Linked DNA regions of Mus musculus: region 1 is linked to region 2. A link is a contact called in public promoter capture Hi-C data. All regions are on one chromosome and are shown on one strand. Each heading gives the region's core, a stretch centred on a gene start, on an enhancer-like site or on the middle of the called end of the contact. The rest is flanking DNA. Distances are from core to core; before and after follow the strand shown.

Region 1 (4,837 bases), core at 2,030-4,529, 780 kb after region 2:
CAGTACAGGGACCATGGTCAACCTATGCCCATGAGACACCCAGCCATTGTATTCCAACATTAGACACCTGGGAAACAGCCTCTATTGCCTCACTTCACTGGGATGGGCTAGTTGCTCTTGGGACAAATGTCACAGCCATAACAATGGATTTTTCAGACCAAACGTCTGAAAAAACATTTGTCTGACCAAACGTTTCATTACAGAAAACAAAAGTAGAGTTCATTTTAGGAAGTGAAAAAGTGCCATTGAAAGTCAGAATGGGTCACATACTAACTCTGTAGGCTCCTTCCTCAGCATATTAGTGATCTTTGGGAGATGAAATGCCTCCTGCTGTATTCTCAAGGGGCCAAAGAGATACATATAGTCCCTTGAGACATCATTTGAAGAACTTTGAAAACTGAAAAGATTGACTGGCTGTCCTCAGACGAATGGTGATAAAAGCTAGTGAGAATATGCATTTGTTATAGTTGTAATTCTCTCCAGAATGGAAGTGGTGATGTTTCTCCAGAAACTTGAACTAGTAAAATTTATGATATAAAGAATTTAGTTGGGCATGGTGGCGCACGCCTTTAATCCCAGCACTTGGGAGGCAGAGGCAGGCGGATTTCTGAGTTCGAGGCCAGCCTGGTCTACAAAGTGAGTGCCAGGTCAGCCAGGGCTACACAGAGAAACCCTATCTCGAAAAAAACTTTAAAAAAAAAAAAAAAAAAAGAAAGAATTTACTGGGAGGGAGGGAGGGAGGGTCTGGGGGACTTTTGGGATAGCATTTGAAATGTAAATGAAGAAAATATCTAATTAAAAAATAAATAAAAAAGTATTTACCAATAATTTTGCGTAGGAAATACCAAGGTACACAAAGTAGAATTTAGCTAAAGTAGTGTTACCTCCCATGTGACTAGGAGTAAGTGGTGTACAAGCCAGGCTGCACGTAGATCTGTGATCCTGACCCCAAGTTATTTCCAATTGGTAAGTAAAGATGCCAAGAGCCAATAGCTGGCCAGAAGAGACATAGGTGGGATTTAGGTTTTCTGGGCTTGAGATCAGAGGAGAACCACAAGGAAGAAGATGAATGGAAGAGAGAGAAGCCACCATGGGTTAGGTGAGTTCAAGAGAATATGGCCCTGAAGGCTGTCGAATTGGAGTTAAGAGCAGCCTGGATGAAACATAGGAAGTAATAACTTGGGGTTATCAATGGAAAAGTGGATTCTAATAGCATAGTAGGTAGGTATCTGCCCAGCTCTTCTGCTGTTTAAGGCTTATTTTAAATAAAATGGCTTTTATCTGGGAACTAAATAGTCAAAGAGGGGTAGAAACCCCAGGTCAGGATTAAGATGTTCTATAAGACCCCATAGCCACAACTAACATATTTTCTAAAAATAATTACCACAAAAATTCTTCAAAAGCAGATTAAAACCATTACACAAAATAAAATTACAGCAGGATTATTGACTATGTATTCATCTTTTGAAACTCATACTAATCAAACATTTCCCATCTATCTTTCTCTCCACAAGTTCATCATAACCCCAAAGTGATAACTCCTTTGTCATTGATTAACAACGTTTAAGCAAACCAGTCTACAGAAGCAAGGGCTTTTCCTATGCTTAGCTGACAATTTCTATTTACCAAGAAACAGACCAGCATCTATCTTATTACCTCTTATTTTTGAAGGCTTGGTCAGCTAAATTGGCTAATCATTCACTCTCTACTCTTATAAAAGAATTATTTACTCTTTATTCATAGCCCTGTCTTATCAGAATGCACACTAAAACCTATGGCCATATACATAGGTCACAAGATCTAGGAACTCAGACCCAACCTAGAATAAATGTTTTCTTTGATCATTAACTTGTCCCAAGCCTATTTTTTTTTCTTTCAAGTACAATATGTGCTTGTAATTCATGAAGGCCCACTGTCCTCCTTTTGTAACATATGCAGCCCTCACTATAAGGGAGGGGGCACATTCTATTCTCAATTCTAACTTTGTTATAACTTAAGCCACCTTCTTAAATATTTTACCAATTACCCTAGCTTCCTAAAACTATTTAAATCAAACCAGAAATTCTGAAAAAATAATTACTCATCTTAACAATATTAGTTTATAAAAGTTCATCTTCCTATTGATCTGCAGGAAAATTGCCCAATACAGTGGGCTGTCACCCAAGAAGCTCATTTGCCCACTACAGTGCCTCCTGAATGGCATCTGTCATCCTGTGCTCTTACTAAAAACATAATTCTGCCAGGTGAGCAAGATGACTCTAGGTAACAGCTGTGGGAGAAAAAAAAAAAAAACCAAAACAACAACAACAACAAAACCAATGCTGGTGAACTTAAGTATTCTAATTACAGCTGTCTTTGCTTTGTAAATGACCGCCCAAGTCACTAGACTTAGAGTATCTTTACCTTTGCTTAAATTGTGCAAAGTATAATCTGGGGCACGGGCTTAAAAGAGATTTAAGGATGGCAGTGCACGTGCATATAAATTAGTAAAAGTCTGCTGTTTGAGCCTGAATCTTCTTCAGGCACAAGCCACAGCTGGCTATATGCTTTTTTTTAGTAGAAATATTTCTGTTTTAATTTCTAGGTGTGTAGAGTGATATCTCACTGGATAGATATATTATTTCTGTAGCAGTGGTAGCCAGAGACATTGGCATTACAGCAGAATGAACAAGTTCAAGAGAAGTCTTGAAAGGTCTTGGAGTGTCAATTTTTCTGGAAGGAGGATTTCTCAAAGGACTGATCACTGGCCACTTAGGTGAACTGCAGAAAGCCAGGACTAGCTCAATGAAATGTGAAATGGACATGGAAACACCAGGTCTTCAGAAAACTTCCAGTCGTGAAAAGCAATGGACCCAAAGTAGACGTTCATGTAGTAACTAAGCTCTGACTATGGGTGAGGTCCTAGGGAAGAGATGTTGCCTAGTCACACTGGATCTCAGGGAAGACTAGGAGGCAGACCTTGATGTATTAAGTTCTCTATTAATGTGAAGTCACTGTGGGGCAAAGGCCTGAGGGAAGCACAGAGCAGTGAGGAGAACAGAGAAAGGATCAGGTGAGGCAGCTTTTCTAGCCCAAGGCTGCCTGGTGTGATCTGAGGCTCAGGTAGGACTGGCCCCAGGGAAGCATTGTGAGTGGTGGGGCCAGGCTACTGCAACTGCTGTGTTTATAAAAATGGCATCCAAGGCCTAGAAGAAACTTTGGTTGTCTTCTAGTCTATTGTTCATCCTGCCCTGTCCTGGAAACACCCCTAACTGGCCACTGGTGAATCATTTCCAAATACAGTAAGTAAACAAACACCAGCTGGGCTATTTCCATTTCGTGGGTCTGTACCTGTGGACCCAACCAACCACAGATCAAAAACACTTGTGAAATAGAAATCAGGCCTGTACTAAACATGTACATACTCTTTTCTCTTCATTAGTCCCCAACCAATACAATCTATAGAATATTTGTATGGTATATCTCTCTTATACCATATATACCATACACACACACACACACACACATACATATACACACACATATATATGTGTGCATATATATATATATGTGTATATATATATATATATATATATGTGTGTGTGTAATACCACATATACATATAATACCACGCGCAATAGGAACAGACAGACACTACATACACACACACACACACACACACACACACACACACACACACACAGTGTTATAGCTAATGCATGGACTATTTAAAGTATATAGGGTGCTATGGGTAGGTTCCACTAAAATCCCTGACATTTTCTTCATTGATACTGAACTAAGAAATAAAAAAGTCTTCCTCTTGGAGCAGTTTTGAGCAAGAGTCAGGCCAAATTTGAATTATTCACCTTTTTGCCTATGCTTTTCTTCTGTATGTCACCTGTGGTCTATAGGCTATTGTCTGCCTGGGGTGTGTGTGTCTGTGTAGTGTCTGTCTGTTCCCATTGTCTGTAACAAAGGGCTTTGCTCTGTACTTACTGTATAGAACATGAAACATGGTATGGAAAAGGAATGAGAATTTTTTTTCTCAGAATATTTAACAGATTTTACAAGGGAAGAATTACTTTACTAACTAACCCCAGCTGACCCAAAATAGTACTTAAAACCTCTTCCTCTAGTCACTTGTTGTTTCCAATATTAATAGGATATTTGTATTTTTCTTTTTGTTTTTTTAAAATTTAAAACTTGTTGGCTGCATTCAACAAATAATTACCCCAACGCACGTGCACGCGCGTGCTTACACACACACACACACACACACACACAGACAGAGGCACGTGCGCATGGTAGCTTAGTTACTTCTGGGTCAGAGTCATTCATTTAAAATTAAAGCTATGCATATGGGAAGTCCAAAGGTGTTGTAAGAGTGGCTATATTGTTTTCTTTTCTTTTTCTTTTTTCATTAGGTATTTTCCTCATTTACATTTCCAATGCTATCCCAAAAGTCCCCCATACCCACCCCCCCAATCCCCTACCCACCCACTCCCCCTTTTTGGCCCTGGCGTTCCCCTGTACTGGGGCATATAAAGTTTGCAAGTCCAAAGGGCCTCTCTTTCCAGTGATGGCTGACTAGGCCATCTTTTGATACATATGCAGCTAGAGACAAGAGCTCCGGGGTACTGGTTAGTTCATATTGTTGTTCCACCTATAGGGTTGCAGTTCCCTTTAGCTCCTTGGGTACTTTCTCTAGCTCCTCCATTGGGGGCCGTGTGACCCATCCAATAGCTGACTGTGAGCATCCACTTCTGTGTTTACTAGGTCCCGGCATAGTTTCACAAGAGACAGCTATATCTGGGTCCTTTCAGCAAAATCTTGCTAGTGTATGCAATGGTGTCAGCGT
Region 2 (4,172 bases), core at 798-3,297:
GGGTAATAAACGAACAGACCACATATCCAAGTCTGGCTTCTTCATGTGCAAACATAGGCAACCACATCTAAACTTACACATATGTTCATGTGTAGACACATGTGTAGACACATGTGTGTTCTCTCTCTCTCTCTCTCTCTCTCTCTCTCTCTCACACACACTTTTAAAATAAATAAAAGTGACTGAATCCTCTAGTGCCCATTTTCTCACCTTCTTCCCTCCCTGTGGGGAAGTTCCAAGGCCCCAGAGCCTCTTCTACAAAGCCACTATGACTGAGAAGGGTAGCTTGGGGTGTGGGGCAGGAGACAGGGTCACTGGAATTGAGGGTGGCTGGAATTGCCATTTTCTATGTTCTAGCCATGTGACCTTGGGCAAGGCATTTAAGCAGACACAGCCTGGGGAAATCATTTCTAAGAGTGGCTCAGGCAAAAGCCTGCACTTCACTCAGTGCCTAGAGCAGCGCTTGAGAGTAGTACCTCAGGAGCATCGTCAGACACCTATGACTGGCTTTGGACTCCCCCGCCCCTCCCCCACTGGCCTTGGAACCCCCCTCCCAACCCCCTTAAAGCAGTGACAGCATCTAAGACAAAATGCCCCTTTACTTCCAAGAAATCAACACAAATGAACTTCTGTAAATGCTTATAATTTGCAAAAGTTGGGGGCTTTTTGCATGAAAATGGCAGCAGCTTGCAAAGTGACCTCATCTTTAACCACAGCCCTTTCCCTAAATGTTCCTTTGTGGAAAGGCAAAAACTGATTTTCAAAATCCCACACGAGAAAGCACCAGACAATTGCTGTAGTAAATGTCTAACGCGACACAACACAAGCCTTGTAGAAAGCAGATGCCACGGCTGCCTGTGAAAGGCCAGCCTGTCATGTGCTGGAGCCTAAGACCACAGAATCCATGGGCTGAGAGCAATGGGAGGGCAGGAATACTTCATGCATTTGTTAGGAAACAGAAGTAACAAAGGGTGACGCTACTCCGTGTAAAAGAGCCTCATTTCCACACCGAATTCTTTCCTTAGGGTGGTATTAAATGGACTGGGCTCAAGCCTGCCTCGGATTCCACATGCACATAGTGGTCCAATCGTCACACATGCCTGTCAAACAGTCCTAGTCACTCCACCACTGAAGCAAACTTCTGCAAATCTGGGGGTCACAGGGTCCTGAAGGAAATCATTAAGAATGTAAAGGCACTTCACAGAAAGAGGGGGTCTCTACCCGGAGTTTTCAGAGGCTGCTGAGACTCACCTGAGAACCCCTCTCAAGCGGAAAGAACTTAGAAAGCATTCCCTATACTGGGAGGAAAAATGTGAACGGACTCAAATGGTAGCAAATGGGAAACGACCAAACACAACTGGTAGATCAAAGCAAAACTTGCACGGAGCCCCAAGGACCCTTCACGACAAGGTGAAGTTATAAAGACTCGTTTGAAGTTCAACTGTACTTAGATATCTGTCAGACCTCCCTGGAAACCCCCTACGGAATTAGATAGCTTCTCTCCCATCTTGGGGTCCAAACCATGAAAACACAGGGTGGGAAAAAAAAAATCACACTATTCTACTGAGGTTTGAGTCACAACTGCTGTTCCCAGGGTATCAGGTGACATTCAGATGTAAATGTCACCATAGAAAAGCTACAGCAGACATCTGGGGGCCAATGTTCAGCCTCTGCTTCAGAGCCTCATTAGGCGTCTCTGACCAAGCGAACAGGAGAGAGAATAGAGGAACACCCACTGTGAGCAAAATCCCCAGTGGAGCGCTGGGGGCGGGGAGAAAAGGCAGGCAAAGCGGAAAACAAGCCGGGGCCTGGCCTATCTTCACACTTGGTTAAAATATAACTCAAGTCATGTGCTTTGGGAAAAACAGATTGTGTAAATTATTTCAAATAAGGTTAACAGGTTTTTTTTTTTTTTGATGATAACTTAAATCTCCGTATATTTCTCCCTCTGCATAAACGAATCTGAGCTCCTAAGTGGTTATATATGCTTTGATCTGTGGACAGAGGATGAACTCTGCTCAATAGAGTTCAAAAGATTATCCAAGTTAGTGAGTCTGAAACCAGTGGTTTATCCCAAGACCAACGAGGCGGAGCTTAAGTTTCAGGTACAGCTGAGTGAAAACTTATTTTCAGTTACCATTTTATCCCTTTATCCCAAGATGGAGCTTGTAATTTCAAGCCAAACCCAATGTGGTTTGGTGTCTGTGCTGGATAGTTTTATGTCAACTTGACACACGCTAATGTCATCTGAGAGGAGGGAACCTCAGTTAAGAAAATATCTCCATAAAACCAGGCTGGAGGCAAGCCAGTAGAGCATTTTCTTAATTAGTGACTGATGGAAGAGGGCTCAGCCCCTTGTGGGTGGCGCCATCCCTGGGCTGCTGGTCCTAGATTCTATAAGAAAGCAGGCTGAGCAAGCCATGTGGCGCAAGCCAGTAAGCAATACTCCTCTATGGCCACTGCATCAGCTCCTGCCTCCAGGTTCCAGTTCTGTTGGATTTCCTGTCTTGACTTTCTTCAATGATGAACAGTGGTGATACAGAAGCATAAGATAAATAAACCCTTTCCTCCCCAAGTTGTTTTGGTCATGGTGTTTTGATGCAGCAATAGAAACTTTAACTAAGACAGTCTCCCTACCCCCCCCCCCCACACACACACACTGATTTGACTCCATCAAAGAAATCCTGCAGCCAAGAAATGAGGTAAAAGCAAAGTTGAAATGCAGGCAACCAAATACAAAACATAAACCAATATTCTGAATTTAGCCCCAGGACCTCAACTCTTACTCACCCTGTGAGTGCATGCATGTGTGGATGCTAGATCTTGATTCCCACTCTGTTCCCTTACTATATACAGAATTTCACAGAGTGGGACTTTTTTAGGACAAGACTTCTCTGACCCTCAGTAGACTGTCTTGGGGGTTCTATACCCAGGATAGCCTAGGAAGCCACATGTCCCAGGAGGTTCCTGGAGCCAGCTTAAGAATACTGGAGACATGGCCCAGCAGTTAAGGGGACAGACTGCTCTTGCAAAGGACTGGGATTCTACACACACACACACACACACCAGGTGCCTCATGACCACTTCCAATTCTAGCTCCAGGAGGGGCTTTGATGCCGCTGGACTTTGAACGTTTGCACTCAATGTGCACAGACCCACTCCCATGTAGACAGTTAAAATATTAAAAACATGTCTTTTTAAGAAAAAGAATCCTCACTAGCAAATGTTGGGGGATAGCTGGGACTTTTTCAGCTGCCTCAAACCACTATCCTAGAAGTAACACCTTCATACTGGTGTTCCAGTGGGAGGCCTTCTCTGCTTTCTCAGGTACAATATTTGGAAGTCCATGAATTACACTCATGGAAGAGAAACATGAGAAAAGACACAGCTGACTCAGGTACCTAATCTGACTGCTAGAGTCTGGCTACTGAATGTCCCCGTAGGCCCAGATGTTGATGGTTGGTGTTGGGAGCTCAGGATGTTACCCTGGAGGTGGGAGAAAAGAAGCAGGGTTTGGTGAAAGCGCGCTCCATAGGTCGGCCGGAAGCTGCCTTTAAAGAAGACTGACGGTGTGTCTTTTCTCTTCCCTCTTTTGCTCCCTGATCCAGAAATGAGCCATTTCATTCAATCACACACTCTCCCGTACTGTGCTATCTTGCTTGGAGCCCAAAGACAGAGACAACAGATTATATACTGACACTTCCAAATCTGCAGGCCACAGTAAATTTATTGTCTTTATAGTTGATCCTCTCAGGTATTCTGTTATAGTGCTGGAAAGCTGAAGAACACACCGAAGAAGCTTACAAAGTGCCTTAAAAGTTACCATTGGGGCTTTGAATATTATTTTAACAAAGAGAGAAGTGTAGAATCTCAATGAAATACAAAGAAATAATAATGAAAGGTTTTAGTAAGGTTTGCTTGTGCACTTTCTCTTTGTGACATAGCTCTGAGGACCAGAGTCATGCTTTGTCCCTGGTAGAGAACTTCTCTGAAAGGGGATCTGTGGCAGCTGAACTGTTTCAGAAGGCGCTCCTCTTAGGTAGATGACAGGAGCACCCGTGGAATGTCTTCCTGTATCTGTCAGTTTGTAAAAGTTATCAGCTCTCAACACTGTGAGCCTGGAGGCATGTTCTAGACTCAGAACTTACTGTCACCCACACTTCCACATATTG

Evidence for each region. Capture Hi-C pulls out chosen DNA fragments and counts their contacts.
Region 1: a contact with region 2 is called in a promoter capture Hi-C map of liver, with 2.9 times the contacts expected there. The contact joins two enhancer-like sites. A contact is called at or near these places in 1 of 39 promoter capture datasets (the C10 cell line) and 1 of 9 other capture datasets (liver).

Annotation. Positions count from the first base shown.
Region 1 is chr13:35,020,287-35,025,123 of GRCm38.p6, forward strand. It overlaps a transcript of Eci2 not described here. Among named protein-coding and RNA genes, the nearest start is that of Eci2, 29 kb to the left of the region's middle. Within about 2 kb of position 3,280, at least 4 of the 459 cell types and tissues checked have an H3K27ac peak or open chromatin away from gene starts, as enhancers often do. A contact at or near this core is called in liver, where this site is marked.
Region 2 is chr13:34,237,889-34,242,060 of GRCm38.p6, forward strand. All of the region lies in intron 3 of Slc22a23 (solute carrier family 22, member 23), which reads right to left. Among named protein-coding and RNA genes, the nearest start is that of Gm52037, 42 kb to the left of the region's middle. Within about 2 kb of position 2,048, at least 74 of the 459 cell types and tissues checked have an H3K27ac peak or open chromatin away from gene starts, as enhancers often do. A contact at or near this core is called in liver, where this site is marked.